2 separate regions of the Mus musculus genome follow, and region 2 is linked to region 1. Evidence: chromatin contacts called from public HiChIP or PLAC-seq data. All regions are on one chromosome and are shown on one strand. Each heading gives the region's core, a stretch centred on a gene start, on an enhancer-like site or on the middle of the called end of the contact. The rest is flanking DNA. Distances are from core to core; before and after follow the strand shown. Region 1 overlaps Casq2 (calsequestrin 2). Region 2 holds the start of Tspan2 (tetraspanin 2).

Region 1 (3,158 bases), core at 434-2,933:
AGAGGGAGTGAGCAATGTTTCCATTCTGGAAGCTATACATAACCAGCCAACAGATAGGGCTAGTCCCAAGGATGGACTCTCAATTGAGGCTCTGAAATCACCCATCAATCAGCCCACCAGGACAAGGCAGCTCAGGAATGGCTGTAAGGTAACAGGAGAAAAATCACAGGCACGTATAAAGAATATTCCAGGTTTTTTGAACATTTAGGAAACGTGGAGGAGACCTTATTTCTCACATAGGACTCACAGTATTTGGTGATAACTGCTTCTTGCCTCTCTGGCTCACAAGCCCTTTGAACTCTTGAAGTATTTGCACCAATCCCTTCATGGACCCACAAAGGTACTGACTGTCTCCAAGGAACTGCACAGCATGCAGAAGGTGCTTTGCCTTTCTCCTTAGTGAGGGAAAGGTCACAGAACAGAATCAGGACACTGGTGATTACACACCGGGTGCCCAAGTTCACTCCTGGGGAGGGACCACTGGGATTCTAGAAAGGAGAATGGAGTGAAAGACAAGCTGGGGCTGCTGTCCTCATCCCAGGTTGGCTCACGGGAGAGAAGACAAGGAGGGGGTTGGGATAGATGGAGAAGTGCGGGATGGAGGAAACCAAGCCACAGACAAGAAGTAACAGTGGCCCGTTTGTCTACTCCAGCGTCCCCAGATACGATTGGTCCTCAGGGACCCAGTCACATAAAAAGTTAGCCCAGAGGCCCCAAATCTCCACCACAGCCACCCACCCTATTCAGTCCCACAGTACCCTTAGGTGTCTGCTAGCTCTGGCTACTGTGATCTAAGCTTGTTATGGGTGCGTGCTAGAGCTGATGGTGGTGATAACGAAGCCTAGATGGGCAGGCTTTGGGTCCAGTGAGAGTGGGTGTTGGTAGTAATTCAGGTGCTGCAGGGATTTCGAGCCAGGATGCTGAGGAAGAAGACGGGGAGGAGGAGGGTACATATCAGATAATGGGCTTTATGGCCCATCTGACAGTCTGTTCTGTGTATACATCTAGGGCACAGGGTAGTGATTGGTACTTACCACTGAAGTATGCAGAAGTTCCATGTAGATATCAAGACTGAAAAGAGTATGCTTTATGTGCCCAGGAGAGGAACGCATTTGTTTTTACCTAAAGTTGTCATTCTTTCCTTCTCTCTCTCTCTCTCTCTCTCTCTCTCTCTCTCTCTCTCTCTCTGTGTGTGTGTGTGTGTGTGTGTGTGTGTGTGTGTGTGTGTGTGTGTAAGAGAGGGAAGGTGATGTGATACTTATATGTCATCAGGGTACACTTGGTTTGGCATGCCAATGGAGGTCAGAAGTCAACCTTGTGGAATCAATTCTCTTCTTCCACCATTACATGGATTGCAGGTATAGAACTCAGGATGTGAGACTTGCCAGCAAGAGCTTTCAGTGGTCGATGGGCCATTTCAAAGGTCTCTCTCTCTCTCTCAAATTATTGTTAATACTCACCCCTTCACTAAATGGAGTGCACAGTTGGAATGGTGCTATGTGGCTTTCAGAATCGGCAGCCACGAATAGTTGTGCTTTCCAGAGCCTGATGTGAGAGTTGAGGCACCACAACCACGGGTGTGGCTGTGCAGTGTAAGAGAATGTGCATTCCTGAGCCTCACCTCAGCTCTATTGTCTATGCTCTGGCGAGAAGGACCAAGAAGCCCCATTTTAACAGAGCCCCAGGTCATTCTTGTGCATATTGAAATTGAAGAGCTGCTGTCAGAGAGGCTCACGCTGGAGAAGAGGGAGTTTACTGTACTGCCAAGTCTTGTGACTTTGAATAATTGACAGGGGAACATTTGTTTAAGATTTTTACTTCAGTAAATAGGACAGTGTGGCTGGCAATAAAAACAGGGGGAGTGTTTATTAGGAAAATAAAACACAACGTGGTCTGATGGTTTGCATGCAATAACTTATATACCCATGAGGTTTTGCAGAAACACTGGCTTGGGGGACCTCAGGAAAGCTCACAGTGAGTCACAGTGCGGTACTAATGGTGATGACTCAGCCTTCCCAGCTTCAGACAAACCCAAGGAAAGAGAAAACTGGAGGGCAAGCAGGATGATGTAGTTGCCAGCTCCTGGGGTCCACCCCATCACCTGAGCACTCCTGGAGCAGCGTGCGCTCAGGTGACATTCTGTTCAGAATTCTTAGTCTTAAGAGGAAGGGGAGTGGTTTGGAGTGAGAAAAAGAGAGAAAAGAACAGATGACCAGGAAGCATGGATAGGCCAAAACCGACCTTAGGAAGTCTAAGTGGCAAGGGAGTAGAAGGAAGGAGAAGGTACAATCAGAGAAGACACAGGAATGGAGAAGGGCAGAACCTAACAAGTAGCCACAGAACAGAGGGTAGCGGGACTTAGGGAGCCCTCACAGAGCCAAATAGTGCCCAGGTTACTCGGTGGAGATAAGACACCCAAGAGGGTTGCAGAATGCACAGAATCAAACTGCAAATGTAACTGGATTGGAAGGACAGAAAGGGAAAATAGATGTATCAGTAAGGCAGATGCAAATAAATAAAATGGAACAAGAATAAACAAAAACACCAGGTAAGAAGCAAAGTACTGTCATCAAAACAGGAGAGCTCTCATTGGTCGAGTAAGGAAGCCTAAGGAAATGAAAGGAGATTTTTTTTTAATTGGTCGAGTAGGAAGCATAAAGAAATGCAAGATCAGATGGATGGGAAAGGGATAAAGTTTTAGCATGGTTATCTACACAGAAAGTTTCCAAGAATTCCAAAAAAAGCAAAGATATCTTAGAAAGAATCAATGAGTTCAAGGTGAGAAAGCTACAAGATAAACATAAAAATGCAATGATATATTTGTACTAGAAAGAGTACAGATTCAAAACTAAAAAATACACCACTATAGTGCATACGACTCCCAATAGATGTACATTTAACAAAACTTGCACTAGATTTGCACGCTAAAGTGAGTGTGGCAGTGCATGTCAGTAGCCCCAGCACTTGGGAGGTGAGGGTGGGAAGATCAGAAGTTCAAGGCCAGCCTGGGCTGCATGAGACACTTTGTCAAAACAAAACAAAACAAAACAAAACAAAACAAAACAAAACCAAAGGCTTATGTGCTCAGAGCTGCGATGCGAATGGAAAAGTCATAAAGTAATGGAGAGATACAGCATCTTCCCACATCGACAGACAAC
Region 2 (3,158 bases), core at 475-2,974, 630 kb after region 1:
TACAGACATAAAATTCAACAATGTAACACAACAGTATAATATTACTGTTCCCTCAGTTGATTTACTGAATGCCTACTGGATAGTAGAGACCACTTATTAATTTAGTTCCTCTTTCAAAGCAAAACCAAGGTGAGAGAGAGCTATAAGTGTAACTGAAACCAGGGCTTCGCCTCCGCATACTTAATGACTTCATCTTTGTCTCCAGTTCACTGTTACTACCAGAAGCAGCACTTTCATTTGCCTTCTCAGTTTCATAAATAAAATTCACTAGCTTTTCAAAGATGGAAATATGCCTGACTGTAACACGGAAGAAATTGAATGAATGGTTGGTGAGGTCCTGGCTACCTTATATCATAATCTCATGTGCCTCACTGATCTCACTGTACATATATTAACTCCTTAATCTTCACAACTCTTTTGAAGCAGGTTGTACAATCTCCATACTGAGATGGGAAAGAGAGGCCCCAAGATAATGGGGTAATGTGTCACATTAGTCAAGTGCCTGCCCTCTGTGATTTGTTCTGGTGAGCTCCTGACTCCCCTCACCTTGGCCATCTCTCTGACTCCTGCTCCCAGGCTAGGTTGTACTTCCTCTGCTTCCTCCCCTGACCCCCTGCTCTCTCTACTGGCACCTTTTTGTTTGTTTGGTTTTGGTTTTTTGAGACAGGGTTTCTCTGTATAGCCCTGGCTATCCTGGAACTCACTCTGTAGACCAGGCTGGCCTCAAACTCAGAAATCTGCCTGCCTCTGCCTCCCAAGAGCTGGGATTAAAGGCGTGAACAACCACTGCCCAGCTACTGACACCTATTTTACAAATTAGGATCAGGTCCAGTCTTCTTGAAAAGCCTTCCTTAGTCAAGGCAGAAGCAGTCTCTTGCCCAGCTCCTAGCCCACCCACCTCACCTTGTTCCAAAAATTTGCTTACAGATCTGTGCCCTCCAGTAAAGATGTGATAGCAAGCCTGGCATTCTTCTGGTGTCCCCAGGGCTTGCTACTATGCCTGGCCTATAATTGGCACTTAGAGTGTTGCTAAATTAATGCACAAGCTCCCTGATTTTACACTTTCCTGTCTCCCCCGTGCCGTCTGACACCACATATTGTAGACACTTAGTCAACTGAAGTGAATGCCCGATTCTTCACCAGTCGCCTAGCTTAATAAAAACAAAGCAAAACAGAACTCGCTCCCTTTCCCTGATCTACACATCTCAGTCTAGACCCTAAGAATCTGGACTTCTTTCAAGGCCCCCGATCTATCAAACCTAGCAGGATGTGAGTGAGAGGTCTGACTCCCTTTCCCTGATCTGGTGGGCTGGACTGGGCAGGGTGGGAAGCAGTGTCAGGGCCCAGGGCCTCCGCCTGGCGCGCCTACTCCCAGTTCTTGCCTATTAAGGTAACAGTCCTCTAGGAACGCAGCGGCAGGAGGGAGGGTCCCCAGCAGCGGCCTCCGCCCGCGGCCTGGGCGCTTGCAGGACTCTGCTTAACTGCAGCCCTGGACACTCTGCCTGGCGCCTCACCACAGAGTCTCTACCGGCTTCACCGATCCTATTAGCTTTACCATCTGAAGTCACCTCCCTAGGTTTCCATAGACACGCAGGATAACTTCAACCATCATCGAGGGCCTCAAGGGAGTCTGGGCACCCGGCACTGATTAAATGGACCCCGCGTTCCGGGTGGGCGCACATATGCTCGGATAGCTACAGGAGCCCAAGCCCACCAGCGTGGACGAAGGTGGTGCTACCTCCAAGGGCCGGAGCGGGTGCGTGGGACCGGGATCTCCACCCCAGGGCGCCCCAGCCACAGCCAGCTGGCCGCTCGCGACCAAATCCCCGCCCGCAGACCACGCCCACAGGTCACGCCCCTCCCAACCCGCCCCGCCCCTCCACCGGCGCCCGCCGCTCCCGGGGCTCGGCGCGGGCCTGGGGAATCGGGAGCCCGCCGCCGGGGTCGCAGCATGGGGCGTTTTCGCGGGGGCCTGCGGTGCATCAAGTATCTGCTGCTCGGCTTCAACCTGCTGTTCTGGGTGAGACCCGAACCGGCGGGCCGGTTAGGGGGCCAGGGTCCCCGGGGAGGTGACCGCAATAGAGTTGGGCCATAGGAGAGGGCAGGATGTTCAGAGGCGCTAAGCAGACAAAGAGGGAGGGGACATATGGAGGGGGATAGGACATAGAGAAGCTTGAGCTACCAGAGGTGATGAGAAGAGGAGACACGGTGCGATGCTCCCCCGAAAGAAGCCATCATCTTCGGCGGCATCGCCCGGCGGGTGGCGCCAGGTGCGGGGATCTAGCGGGCCCCAATATTCCGAGGGCTGGGGGCCTGGCGGCCCGTGCTCCCTGCATCCTGCTGTGTACACACACCCACTTCTCGCGCTGCCTTCTCTGGGGAACCCGGCGGCCGGGCCAAGGCTCTGGGAGGGAAATCCCTACCGTAGGGCTGCCTGGGGTGGCGCCCCAACCAAGAGTGTGCGGACACGCCGCCTGGCTCTGGTGGTTTGTTGGGAAAATAACGGACAGTAGAGAAAATTGAAAGAGTGGGGAAGATCGTCCTTTTCTTGGGCATTGGCGGGGGGGGGGGTCTTCTGGGTGGGCAGTGGTGGGTGCTCTTTTACGAGGGGTTGGAAAATGGAGGGATTTTGGAAGAGCAGCAACATCCCCCTAGGGTCCCTGCGTACAACCAGTACTCTTGAAATGATCTCATTCAACTTTGCAGGGTGGTGTAGACCTGGCAGCATTCCCTGGGTAGAGATGCATAGAGACAGCCAGAGAGAGTGCCATGGCCCCAGTCTACTGTGTTAGCAGGGCATAGTTAGAGGTGTACCATCCCTGGAATACTCTCTCCCGAGCCCTGGAAAACGGTCAGAGGCCCATTCTGCACAGTCCCTATTGGCCTTCCAGTAACAGAATGCCAGCCAGTGTAGCTGCTCAGATAGACCCTGAGGGAAGACACGAGTCTCGCTTCAGGGGATGTGGGTAACTGCAGGAGCAGAGATGCTTTGGGATGCTTTGAAACCACTGGACTGGCCGCGATGGTTGTCCCATCTGCTCTGAGGAGGCTGGATGGACGATAAGTAATAAATTATTGAACGATGGGCCTCACTTGTGACTACCAACCCATCAGCCCTGAAGCCTGGGTGACTCCAGCAACTCTAAGCTCTTCAGAGA

Evidence for each region. HiChIP or PLAC-seq counts read pairs in DNA pulled down with a chosen protein or histone mark.
Region 2: an H3K27ac HiChIP or PLAC-seq map of embryonic stem cells shows a contact between it and region 1, with 4 times the contacts expected there. The contact joins the promoter of Tspan2 here to the enhancer-like site in region 1. A contact is called at or near these places in 5 of 39 promoter capture datasets (the SN4741 cell line, embryonic stem cells, liver and 1 more) and 5 of 115 datasets of contacts at active chromatin or transcription factors (differentiating embryonic stem cells, embryonic forebrain, embryonic stem cells and 1 more).

What each region holds. Positions count from the first base shown.
Region 1 is chr3:102,102,363-102,105,520 of GRCm38.p6, forward strand. The region is part of intron 1 of Casq2 (calsequestrin 2); the gene reads left to right. Among named protein-coding and RNA genes, the nearest start is that of Casq2, 18 kb to the left of the region's middle. Within about 2 kb of position 1,684, at least 48 of the 459 cell types and tissues checked have an H3K27ac peak or open chromatin away from gene starts, as enhancers often do. A contact at or near this core is called in the SN4741 cell line and embryonic stem cells, where this site is marked.
Region 2 is chr3:102,733,046-102,736,203 of GRCm38.p6, forward strand. It overlaps Tspan2 (tetraspanin 2), which reads left to right and starts at 1,725. Exons shown (of 8, transcript NM_027533.3): 1 at 1,725-2,020. The coding sequence starts at 1,952. Tspan2os (tetraspanin 2, opposite strand) reads right to left here and starts at 2,372. Exons shown (of 4, transcript NR_040588.1): 1 at 2,183-2,372.